Linked DNA regions of Mus musculus: region 2 is linked to region 1. A link is a contact called in public Hi-C data. All regions are on one chromosome and are shown on one strand. The core of a region is the stretch at or near the end of the contact, and the rest is flanking DNA. Distances in the headings are between cores, read along the strand shown. Region 1 has its middle 33 kb from the start of Gm30549. Region 2 has its middle 36 kb from the start of Gm40913.

Region 1 (6,057 bases), core at 1,054-3,553:
TGTTAAATATTTAATGCAAATGCTGAAAATGATAAGTATTATGGTCCATAAACTATTCAAGGAACCCAAGAGACTGACCACAGTCCAGGAAATGGATCAAGGAGGTTGTAGGTATGGCTGGTGCTCCCATAGGCTGACTTTTGCAGAGAGAGTTAAAGGTTTGGGGGCATTCATCCTCTCAGGGATAAAGAGCAGACACCTGTGATTAGTCGAGTTCGTTTGTACTCCTGATATCGAGTGATGAAATAGTACTTCACCTCTGTGGTCGCTCTCTCCATAACCACAAGCCCTCACACTAACCACAAGGAAGCTACTCAGCACATTGTGACTGAAAGACTCTCCACAAAACCTGGCCAGATACCTGGCCAGTGTTTCTTCAGACTGAAAGGGTCACATGAACTAGAGAAGGTCTGGAAAATTGGCACATCATGGGGGAGCCTAAGAAGCTGTAACAACTAAATTCGGACTGTGATGGGCAGTCTTGACTACTATTATTATTGAGTTGAGAAGTGAAATTTAAAGAGCTCACCTATGTATGTGTGTCTATGAAAGTGTTTCCAGAGATATTAAATGAGCATGGGGGTATATGATGAATTTACCCAGACACCATCACATAGCCTCAGAACCCAGGTGTAATAAAATGAAGAGGAGAGTGATCAGAACCTTCTTTCTCTCTGCCTCCTGGTTACTGTGACAGAGGGCACTTGGCTCCACCCTACCTTCCCTAACATGATTGACCAACACCTCTGAAATCCAGCCATATGCCCAACGAAATCATCGTCTCTTGATTTACATCAAGTGTTTTGACACATGCCAAAGTAGCTAACTCATACTCAAATAACTTGCATGGAATTCTGTATCAGAGAATGGCTACCAGGTTGAAACTAAGGAATTCTAAGTAAAGTTGAATCTTTAGTTGATACTAAGATAACTATTACTACTGATTCATCAATTATGAGGAATGTAATAGACTAATACAAATCTTAATCATAGAGGACACTAGGTATGTGGAACATATGCAAATTCTTTTTAACATTTTGAAATTTTATCTGCAAGTTTAAAACTATTGAAGTTTTAAAGTTAATTTTGAAAAGGTAAATGGCTCCTTCGATTACTATTCTTCTGTTCTACTTCAATGTACTACCTCAAAAAGAAACGAAAAGGATTTTTGCTGGTATGCCTGGGGACAGAGGATGCTTAATGAAGGTGACACTCCCTGTTTCACATGTCAGTGTTTACTTTTTTGATGCCTTCCCACTTTGTGGATTATCCACTGTTTAGAGGGCCTATATCAGTGCAGGGACATCAGCAGATGTTCCAAAAGAGCATTCAAACGATGCAGGGACCACTAAGATCATTCTTAAGCAACCTCTGAGTTCTTGAGCAATCACAGACCTTGTCATAAAGTTACCCTATGTTGCAAGAAGCCAGTCTGGGGAACAAGTGGTGGTTAGGGGCAGTGCCATATTCTGCCAATCTATATGTCCCGACCCAGCTCAGCTCAGATTCACTTGTACACGTGTAGTAAGTCAGTTCTGGACAGAGACTGTACAGCTATGCAGCCAGTCAATCTTGTAACAGTGGAGTGGCAGCCCTCTTCTCCTGGCCTGCACGTTATGGTTGGCTATTACATGATCTCAAATCAGGCAGAAACCAATGACTCAAATTTTAAAACAAACAAACAAACAAACAAATCTCTTAGCCAGATAGCATGTGTGGAAACTGTCAGCGTTCCATTTAAGTTAATGAAGCAAAACATTTATCTGAGTAATTGACTAATGTAAATTTTCACATTCAAATGAGTACACATTTCAAGCCAATCTGGCATGCTCTTCATCTGTATACCCCAGAGGACTGTAATGTTTGCAGAGTACGTGAATTATAAAGATGTATTGTCTTTCTCCCATCGCACCCTTGTGTCTGTCTGTCTGCATCTCTCCCTCTCCCTCCTTCCCTTCTCTCTCTCTCTCCACTCTCTCTCTCATGTGTGTGTGTGTGTGTGTGTGTGTGTGTGTGTGTGCAAGCTCATGCATGCATGCACTATCGAGTACAGCATGCTGCAGGTGCTTATATATATTGATGTAATGTTCGTTACTAATAAGGGTGAGTCAGAGGAAAGAAAAGAGGGAAATATTTTGTACTTACTGGCCTTTCCAAAACAATTCTAAAAGAAATCGTTGCTTAAGGTTTTCTTTTATGTTGATAATGAGAGATGGTGGGGGTGGTGCATGCATCCTGGTTTCTCAGGTCCTGAGGATGGTAACAGAAGGAACTCAGCAGGGCTGCCCACTCCTGTTGTTAATTAAAGTATTTTCACATTCTCCAGGGTGTAATGCACTCTGGGCACTGAGCCCCAGAGAGCCTTGTGCAGTCTAATGATCACGTATTCAAATAAACACAGTTGGGGGCCACCAGGGAGCGGCATGGCTCGGTTCCCCCACCTCATTAAGGGCTGCAATGCTCTGCAGATGTCTGAAATGCATGGGCTCCATTTCTTATGAATAATAAATATGAGGCTGTGTTCCTCAGCACTTCAAGGTAGGGTGGATACCTCTTCACTCAGCTGGGACCTACATGGGGTAGAGAGTGACATTTTCAGCGGCGTTTTCATAGCTACATTCACCACAAGGTACCTGCCCAAGCAGATTTACTCTCCTGTGTGCATTGCTCTGAGTCTCATTTGTTGGCAGTTAACAAGGTTGTCTGTGTATGAAAGGTGGTGCTCTTCCAAGCCTACTGAGCTGTTGGGAGGGGCATCTGCATGTACCCGATAGCTCAGGGAAAAAGATGTGTTGTTAGCATGCAGTGTTCTTCCAGGCTGCGAAGCTAAATCGCAGACAGATCTCCTGAATGCTTGGAATTTCAGTTGAAGCAAACAGGGTAAACTTACTATGGAAAAATCCAATAATAATAATAATAATAATAATAATAATAACCATGATCAAAATGGGAACCAAAAGACAGACATGATGACAGGATTTTGACACCTTGTTTATAAAAGACTTGGACTCCAGTTTCAGTGACAATAACACAATACAACATAGGTTAAGAGGACTTAAAAACGTAAATCTTATTATATATTACATGTCATGAAGTGTTACATATACATGCAAATCAGTCCTCACAGCTTTTCTCACTGCTTGTTTCATAGCCTGTCTGGCCTTTATCATCTTCATCTGTAAAATGGGGATAAGGTAGACAGTTAAAATGTCGGATGGTTTGGAAGATTCAATGGGTTATCACCTATAAAGGGCTTAGAGTAGTGTACTTAGCAATATAAGTATTTGTTGATTAATTCAAGTACATATATTACCTCCCTTGTTTTGTTGGGTTTCATTAAAATAAATACATATGTGATACATAGACTAACAAAGATGCAATGTACAGAATGTGTAATGTATGCATCAGCTATGTGACTTAATATAAATGCATGCTCTTTGAATGCCTCTGTCTTCTCTCCCCAAGCCTTATTTACAAGAGAGAATCCCATATAAGCACTGGAGACCTAGTGACTGATGGCTTCCTCCTGGCTGTGGGAACAGAGGCACAGACTCAGTACGATGTACTGGTAAGTGCCTGGGAGAGAACCGTCAGATTCAGAAGGGAGAGGAAGGTGGCATGGGAGGGAGGCTTAGAATAGTGTCTTGATGCCTTGCTCAGCCCAGGTTCTGTGCCGCATTTTCAGTGTGCACACTGATGTTCATAAACCTTCATGTCCCAGGGTTTCCTTCCTCTTGTCCCGAGCACAGTGACCTTGGCTGGTCTCATGGTCTCTGAGGAGATAGATCTTTCTCTTCTCTTATAGGGCCAGGCTCCAAGGATTCATTGGACAGCCTGCCCTCAGAAGCCCCATCATCCACCTCTGCCTCACACTAACATCCTCTCCAGAAGATGAAGACGTGTCCTGGAATTCACAGGCCAACTCCACAGCCCCATCGGTACCATAGAGAATCTAAGGAGAGTGACTACAACTTGGCCTAGGGACATAAAATCTGTTCTCTTATTCTATGAGAGTTCTCATCAAAACTCTAAAATCTGAGATGGGAGCATTCCTCCTTCTTGATTCTGTGTCTAAGCTGAGGACAGAGGGAAGGGAGGAGCAGTCTAGGAAGAGAGGGCTGACCCAGAGCATCTGTGCCATCAAGAAGATGTTTTCCTTTTCCCCACCACATACTTGTCTTCTTGGATGCCTCTGCTTTCCTTCTCCCACAGGAAGATTGACAGATGGTTACCAGGATAGGTGTCCTAGCATCTGACATGCCCTCATTTCTGACTTCGCCCTGCTCAGTCCACTGGTACTCAGAAAAAGACAGCTCTTGGGGTTCCGGTAAGAAACAGGAGGAGGCAGGAATAGAGTCTGCCCTTGGCTGCCAACTCAGAGCTGTGCTCCTTTTCATAGAGGAAAATCAAGGCACACCAAGGCCCTTTCACAGGAACCAACTTTCCAGTGGTAGAAATGAGACCAGCACAACTATTTACCACCAGGGGCAGCTGGAGCCAAGGACCACCAGACTTCTGTATATAGTGGATATTGCCTTGGGATTCCAAAAATCATTATCGACTCAGAGCCTGAGATCCTAGAGGCAGGGGGCCATGGTGAGCGTGTGCTGGGCACACGTCCATTTGTAACCAGTGAAACTTCATGGACACCAGCTGTCCCCGCTGTCTTTTCTTCTCTCATCAGCCCTCACTAGCCAAGGATAAGACAAGACAGGACACAGGGCCTAACAATGTGGGACAGGGATGGTCTAATTCTACTTTCCTCCAAGGAAGTCACTGGCCTATTTTCTAGAAGGATGTGTGGAAAACTAAGAAACTCAGCTGCTACACATTAGATACTACAGGCCAGCTACATCTTCTCTCCCTCAGTGGCCACCATCATCCATGGCTACAGGCATTTCATAGTTCACAGCCTTTGGCCAGAAGCAGGAAGAACATTGTGGCCTTGCATGATACACATGGAAATAGTTCAATGGAACATTTCGAAAAACATGCCCTGGGAGCCAGACTGAGCCTAGTTCTCATTCTGGTACTACAATGAGCTGTGATGAATTTTGTTCAACTGTTTAAACTGTCTATGTCTCATTTCCCCTCCTCCTATGAAGTTAGAAGCTGGAATCTCCTTTGCGACCATGTCAGGGATTACACGTGATACTCCACGTGCAGATCCGAGGTGAACGGCACTGAGATCTGAGATCTGCTTGTCCCAGTCTGTAAATGGCAGAATGATGACAGGGAAGAGATTCTCCTTGGCTGTGTGTATCAGAACCAGGCTGTTTCTTGCTCTGAGGCCTAGTTCCCTCAACTGGGGAGAGGGGAAATTATTGTGATAAAATGGTGTTTATCTGGAAAGTGTCTAGGAGAATACAGAATTACCAACCCCTGGGGTGGGGCTGCAGCTTAATGGTAGAGCGCTTGTGTAGCATGCCCAAGACTCTGACTTATGCTAAGCACTAAAGGAAAAAAGAAAAAGGAAAGGAAATTACCAGCAATGAAAAGAAAGCAGGGACTAATTTAAAACCCAAATGTGCCGTGTCCTTTTCCAGAATAATGTCCCCACAAATGCTTCCTGCCACTGTCAGCAGGGTCTCCTTTCTGACTGAATGCACACCCTTAGTGTAACTGAGCCAGAGTTATGAGAGAACACAAGCTGCTTCTCCCTGCCTCTTATGGTCAAGGCCATTCTTGGACAGACTGGCGTGAACTTCCTCAGGGAGCTCAGGAGCTTCTTGTACACTGCAGGAAGCAAGAGCTGCCTCTCTGTCTGTACAGTGACCAGTGATGTGCTAACTAATGCCCACAGCCATGTCTGTCAGTCTCAATCCCATGTCCACAGTGGGAAGGCAGAGCGAGAGAGACGAAATGTAAGCAAGAGAGTTTAAACCCATCCTGGACACAGCAGAACAGTGACCTAGCCTATAAATCAGAAGGCGAGGCCAACCTTGATGGTTGAAGACCTAGAAGCTGACAGCTCCCGTCTGGTCCACACTCCAGGAGCCTGCTCCCTACTTCCTGACTAGATGGCTTGGTTTTGTAACTAACTCTGGACATGACATA
Region 2 (6,057 bases), core at 1,135-3,634, 190 kb before region 1:
AGCCCTCCTGCCTCCCTCACAGGAAGATTATAGAGCACTCATTTCTCCCACCATTTATCATGTGGAACACTTTCCTGAGTGTAGTCCACTTTGTCATTTTCCCCTCTGAAAATATGGCACTGAGTCCGGGCATAATAGTCCATGTGTGTGGTCAGACCAGCTGCTGTATGTGCCAAGGAATAAGATGGCTCAATTATAATGTGTTTACTTTTGAGAAGCCATTAGCATGCAGTTTGCTTTGAGTTTCTATTGAATCTTGGAGTGACTTAGAGTGAATTTAGGCCAGAGGAGCTTTTGTCAAGGAAAAAGGAGGGGCGAGGGGGCTAAAATGGCTTTCTCCTCTCTCTACCTCTTTAATGCCGCTGTTATGACCACACACATGCCGGGCCTGGACTGCATAGCTGTGTCAGTGCAGTCCTGGGTTGTAGTGGTGATTTTTAGCATCTTTTACTTTGCATCCTACATACAGCTGAAGCAATATGGGTTCTCTCTATGCAGAGTAAGTGGGGAGATATGAATATGAAGGATCCATGAAGCTGATGAACAACCCCAGAGAGGAGAGAGGTGTTCTTTTAATGGTTTCCTGATGGCTTGCTTAGTTCCTGAAGGTGACCTTATCATCCCTCTTTCATGATGTGTGCTTTCCTTGGACATTCACCCTCTCCAATCTCCTATAATCTTCATCCGGCCTGCCAGCCACTTCCCCTCATGCAGGCAGTCCTCCTGCCTCCTCTCTACCTCTTTAATGCAGCTGTTTTGACCACACACAGGGGTCTAAAACCTAAATGAGTGCCCGAAAAACCTAAAGAGATGATGATTGGTATTGCAAATATCTATTGAGGAGATAGACGTTGGAAGTTTAGGTGTGAAGGTGACTCATGCCATTCATGTATTTTATACAATGCATTCTAAGGTATTGGGCTACAATGACTTTTGAAGAGGCACTGGGGACTCAATGGGTCTGTCAGACCTGAGAACTCTGGCTGTTGAATTTGAGTGTTATTATTGGAGCTGGGTGACAGGAGATATAGAATATGAGGCCTAAAGGAGACTGCTGGAGGGAGGGATCATAAGCTCAGTGAAAGGCCATTTACTAACCGGACTTCTAATTTTATTTGGGGGGTGGTGGTGACTATGATATGAAGAGCTTTCAGTCTTGGAAGCAGTGATGGAAGACCAATGAAGGAGACCATGTTTGTGGAGCCCAGTGAGATCTGGTATTGATGGGAATAATGAAGTGAGGGCATTTGGGGTGAAATTCCCTTGCACTGAGCTCAGCAATGGCAGCCAGCCAGCCAGCCAGCACGTGCTCTGTTGTCTTAAAGCTGTTTAGTCATCTGGTGGCTTTGTGACTTCATAAGATACTGCCCAACAGCTATGATTCTGGATCAAAGTAGCTCTGGGAGAAGAGGAATGAGCAAAGATCTAGAATTAGGATCTAATTCAGCCCAGGATCAAGTTTACCAACTAAAGTCTACTGGGGCTCTTACACAACTATTCAGAGCAACTCATCAATAATATGACATAACTTGAGATCTCTAATCAATTTTCAGTGAATTTCAGTCCAAATTATCATGTGCAACTGTGAATAAAAATATTTGAAAATAATTTTTGGAGAGTGCCCCACCCCAGTAATTTTAATTTTCATGAAATGCTCTGCCCATCAGCTTTTTGAGTAGAATTATATTTCCCCTCCTTCCTTTGACTTGAAGTTTTATAATTGACACATATCTCCAAGTCTGTTGTGAGTTGAAGGCCTTACCATCCAAACTCTGCAGCTCTACTCATCAATTACAGATGCCATTTTGTCTGTGGACTTGAAGACATCGGGTCTGTCCCTCATCTTCCCTGGAGGCTGAGAAAATAAAATAGCTTCTCCATCATAATGGATTATTTTGACCTTGCAAATTCATACACCTCAAAGACCTTGTTCTGTGAAAGAACCAAGGAAGGGTAGTACCATCAGCAGCACCACTGCCCTTGAGACTCAGGCTGTCTGAGAAGAAGCTCTGTAACACACTGTACCTTCCTAAGTCAGGTCTGCTTGGAGATGTGCATCCCGGTGTTGGGCTTGCCAGAACACTTTTAAAAGGCGCGAGCTTCCCTGCTGAACAGGGATGTTAATTTTTCATGAACCTATGCTGTGATGAGGAGCATGAAAAGGAGGAGAGAACGCATCAGGAAAAGAATGAGACAAAATAAAAGGAGCACTCCCCTGGTTCCAGGCAGAAAGATGGAGACTTGGAATTTTGCCTGTTAGAAGACTGACGTTAAATACAGAATCGTTTGATGAAATTAACTCTTTGGTGTGTATTTCTTGGAAAAGGGAAGGGGACTGCCAATTTAGAAGCCATCTGGACACTGTAAAGATTGCATTTCCACTCTGGCAGGAGGGTTGCAGATAGAGTTGCCTGGCCAGGAGGAGTCTGCCATGTCCAAGAGACATCACTGGCCACCTGGACCTCTGATCTCCTACCTATTAACATGAATTTTAAAGTCTCCCCCTACTATGACATTACTCAAATCTGCACCAAGACATTTTGAACCATACTTTTTTTTCCCAGTAAATTTACATTTGGGATGCTACATTTTCCATAAAAACTATATTAATAACCAGTTTCTTCCTGTCTCTTGGTCTCTGATCTTAAAGAATAAGATTTTAATTTTTGGTCTGTGTTTCTTGATAGTTTCTGATACAGAGTCAGCATTTTGCTCCAAAAAACAAATACTGAGTCTTGTCAGGTATTATTTAATTTCAACTAGCTGCATGTCTATAGGCATATAAGCAGCACTGATTTTTTTTTTTTTTTGCAGCCTGATTTTTTATTTTTGTTTGTTTTTCTTTCTTTTATTTTTACCTCGGAGTAAACAGAGTTGACTCAGTATGCCCCTCTTATTTATGCCAAGGCATCCCTGTTGCTGCTGACAGGTGAGCAGAGAGCATTATGGGTAGTTCCTGGTCCATGTGCACCTGTGCCTTCCCCTCATGTGTGACCTAGACCTATTGACTTGCTTCTGGTAAGTTGACTGTGACAAGCATAAGACTATCTTCCAATTCACATATCCTGTTTCCCACGCTGTCACTCACTGTGTGGAAATCAAGCTTCTGGATTGTGGACTTCTGAAAAGACATGCTGGCAAGGGTTTAGAAGAGGCTTCTAGCTAATATTCCATTGCTGTGCCTTCAGATAGGACCCTAAACCAGAGTCTGGTAATCTGAAAAACATGAGTAAGAAGCTAATCCATACATAATTCCTAACCCAGCGAACTTGGTGATAACCAGTGTTTATTGTCTCGAAGCAACAAGATTTGGAGGAATTTATTATGTAACAGTAACTAATACAAGTACCCACTATTTAAATGTTATGTCTATGGTGTTTTGACTGCCTCTATGTATATGCACCACTTTGTGTGCCTGGTGTGTGCATAGACCTAAAGGAGTACATCAGCTTTCATGGAACTGGAGTTACAGATATAGTTACAGTTACAGTGTGAGCTAGTTGGGTGCCTGGAATGGAAGCAGGATGCTCTGAAAAACCAGGACTCTCATCAATGGGACCATCTCTCTAGCTCCCGATAGGATTCAGATTCTTAAAATTATGTATGTGTTTGTTCCATGACTGTATGCGAATTGTTGAGAAACTCGTATGCTTCTTTATGACTGTATTCTTTACTTACATAATTAGCACCTTGCTATATTTTTCATTTCATTTTTTTTTTTTTTACATTTGCTTCTTCATGCCATACTTCTGAACTGTATTGGGATGACTGATGCAAGTATAGTTCCGTGTTTCTGATGATGACGTTGTTCATTGGAGGCATTTTGTTTCTTCTGTGTTCCGTGTAGGTGGCCTCCAAATAGCACTACCAAAAAAAAACAACCATGAGATGGACCCAACAGCAGTCTCTTGGATAACTTTGTGTGTGCACCTAGAAGTTGAGACTAATGAGCCATTGTTGAGTAATTAAGGATGTTTATAGCATCCAGGTTAAAAATGGCTTCAGTCCTGAGAACCCAACTAGTCTCATGATACAGGGCTTATAGAGCATATATCAGTGGTTCTCAGCCTTCCTAATGCAGTGATCCTTTAATACAGTTTCTATGTTGTGGTGACCCCCCCCCCCCAACCATAAAATTAGTCTGTTGCTATTTCCTAACTGTAATTTTGTTACTGTTATGGATTGTAATACAAATGGCTGATATTCAGGATATCTCATATGCAACCTCCAAGTGGGTCACGACCCACAGGTTGAGAACCACTGGTATACATCAGACTTTTTGTGGTGTGGTAAAAGAGCCAGAAGAATCCATCTTCCTCTTCTACTGTCTTCGGAAAGTCAGGGTTGTTTTCTGTTGTCACAAGACTGTTCTCGAAGCCTAGGCATTCCACACAGACATAGTCAAAGCTGGTGAAGGAGTGGTTATAGCTCCCCATGTACCTCTCATATTTTAGTGGACAAACATTTTATCAGAAGTCTTTTAGTAGATCCCGATAGGTGTCATTGACTAGAATTCTATTTGATGTAATAGACTAGACTAGAGACTAGATAGAAGATGCCTGGAGTTTTGCCCTCAAAGTGAGAGACATTCTGCCAATAGGGGAAAAGCAGAGGCTGTGTGGACTTTCTCACAAATAATGTCTGTGCTTTTAAATATACACAATATAAGCATTTGAATCTGTATTAGTTAGCTCTTACCAAAATGACACTATGAAACCAACTGTCATGAACAAAATGACTTCAAGCAATAGTTTATTATCAGTCATACATACATGTATAGGGTAACTGGAAATTCAGCAAGGTGTGACTGCCAGTCAGGCTCAGATTGGGCCAGTTCTGCTCCCCACAACTGTCATCTTCCTTGAACTCAGGTTACATAAATGGGGAATATTCTTCTCATGGCAAATGCAGAGGCATGAAGGCTCAAGCCTGACCATGTGACTACATTTCAAGCCGTTGCTCTACCTCTACTGTTAACACACGATTTGTCCAAGACATGCTCGAGGTTAAAGTCCAGGAACAGGGCAGTACATATGAAGTCTATCATAAGACTCAACTGACTTATACAGTCAAGTCCAGTAGAGGCAGGATGTATAGTATTTTTTTTTTTTGTTTTTGTTTTAATGAAAGTGGTACAGGATGAAGGATCAAAGACATTTAAACTACAAATATTTTCTACTATGAGCACTGTAAGAAGTTCTTATTAGCCAACATTATCATCAATACTTGGTATTACCAATGTTCAATTGTTTTGCCAACCAAATGGTAACAAAGTTGTTTAAAAGTTATGTCTATGAATATCAAAGGAAGTAACCGAGTTGTTTTTTTTTTTTTTTACCTACATGTTGGTGTCTCCTCCTCTGAATTTGGTGTTCCTACTCATTGGAAACTTAAAAGTCAAGTTTCCTATATTTTCTCTTATTAATTTACGGGGATTATTCCTTATATAACATTACTATTAACTCTTGATTCATTTTGGATGTTGCACAGCTCTTAGATTATTCTGTTACTTAATGTAGCAACTTCATTCTGGTTCTTCGAATTATACAAAAATCCTCAACTTTGTTGCTATCAGTCTTCTTTCACTTCAAGTCTCTGGAGTGTTATTTAAAAGTTCTTTCCACATAACTAAATGCTACATTTAAGAATTACATTGATTTTATAATTTTAATTTGTCTTGTCTGGATTTTTAAATCAGTTGATATTTGTGCCACAAAGTAGACATTTTCTTTCATCTGGTGAAGGTTTCCAAAGATATAGTTATGGAAAAATTTCTACCCTTTTCTCTTTCATTTGAACTGCCATCTCTGTCATCTAACATGTTCTCGAACATTATTTGGCTTGTTTCTGGGCTTCCATCGATCTAGCATTAAAGAACTCTGAAGAAGCCATATGGAAACCTGCTACTTGTACAAGCTTTCTAAACTCTCTATATAGTTTAAAATTAATTACCATATAATGGGGGGATAATACCTCTCCCAGAAGACCTAGGCTATCAAAAAACAAAACAAAACAAAACAAAACAAAACAACCAACCCAATGTCAGGTGTGGGTTAC

Evidence for each region. A called contact is a pair of places that touch in the nucleus more often than the background predicts.
Region 2: a Hi-C map of cerebellum shows a contact between it and region 1, with 2.4 times the contacts expected there. The contact joins two enhancer-like sites. A contact is called at or near these places in 1 of 15 datasets of contacts at CTCF or cohesin (the NIH/3T3 cell line), 8 of 484 Hi-C or Micro-C datasets (3T3-L1-derived adipocytes, Th2 cells, adipose-derived mesenchymal stem cells and 4 more) and 3 of 115 datasets of contacts at active chromatin or transcription factors (the SCID.adh cell line, acute myeloid leukemia and fibro-adipogenic progenitors).

The regions. Positions count from the first base shown.
Region 1 is chr13:37,100,472-37,106,528 of GRCm38.p6, reverse strand. No RefSeq gene overlaps it. Among named protein-coding and RNA genes, the nearest start is that of Gm30549, 33 kb to the right of the region's middle. Within about 2 kb of position 2,303, at least 30 of the 459 cell types and tissues checked have an H3K27ac peak or open chromatin away from gene starts, as enhancers often do. A contact at or near this core is called in cerebellum, where this site is marked.
Region 2 is chr13:37,294,303-37,300,359 of GRCm38.p6, reverse strand. No RefSeq gene overlaps it. Among named protein-coding and RNA genes, the nearest start is that of Gm40913, 36 kb to the left of the region's middle. Within about 2 kb of position 2,384, at least 2 of the 459 cell types and tissues checked have an H3K27ac peak or open chromatin away from gene starts, as enhancers often do. A contact at or near this core is called in cerebellum, where this site is marked.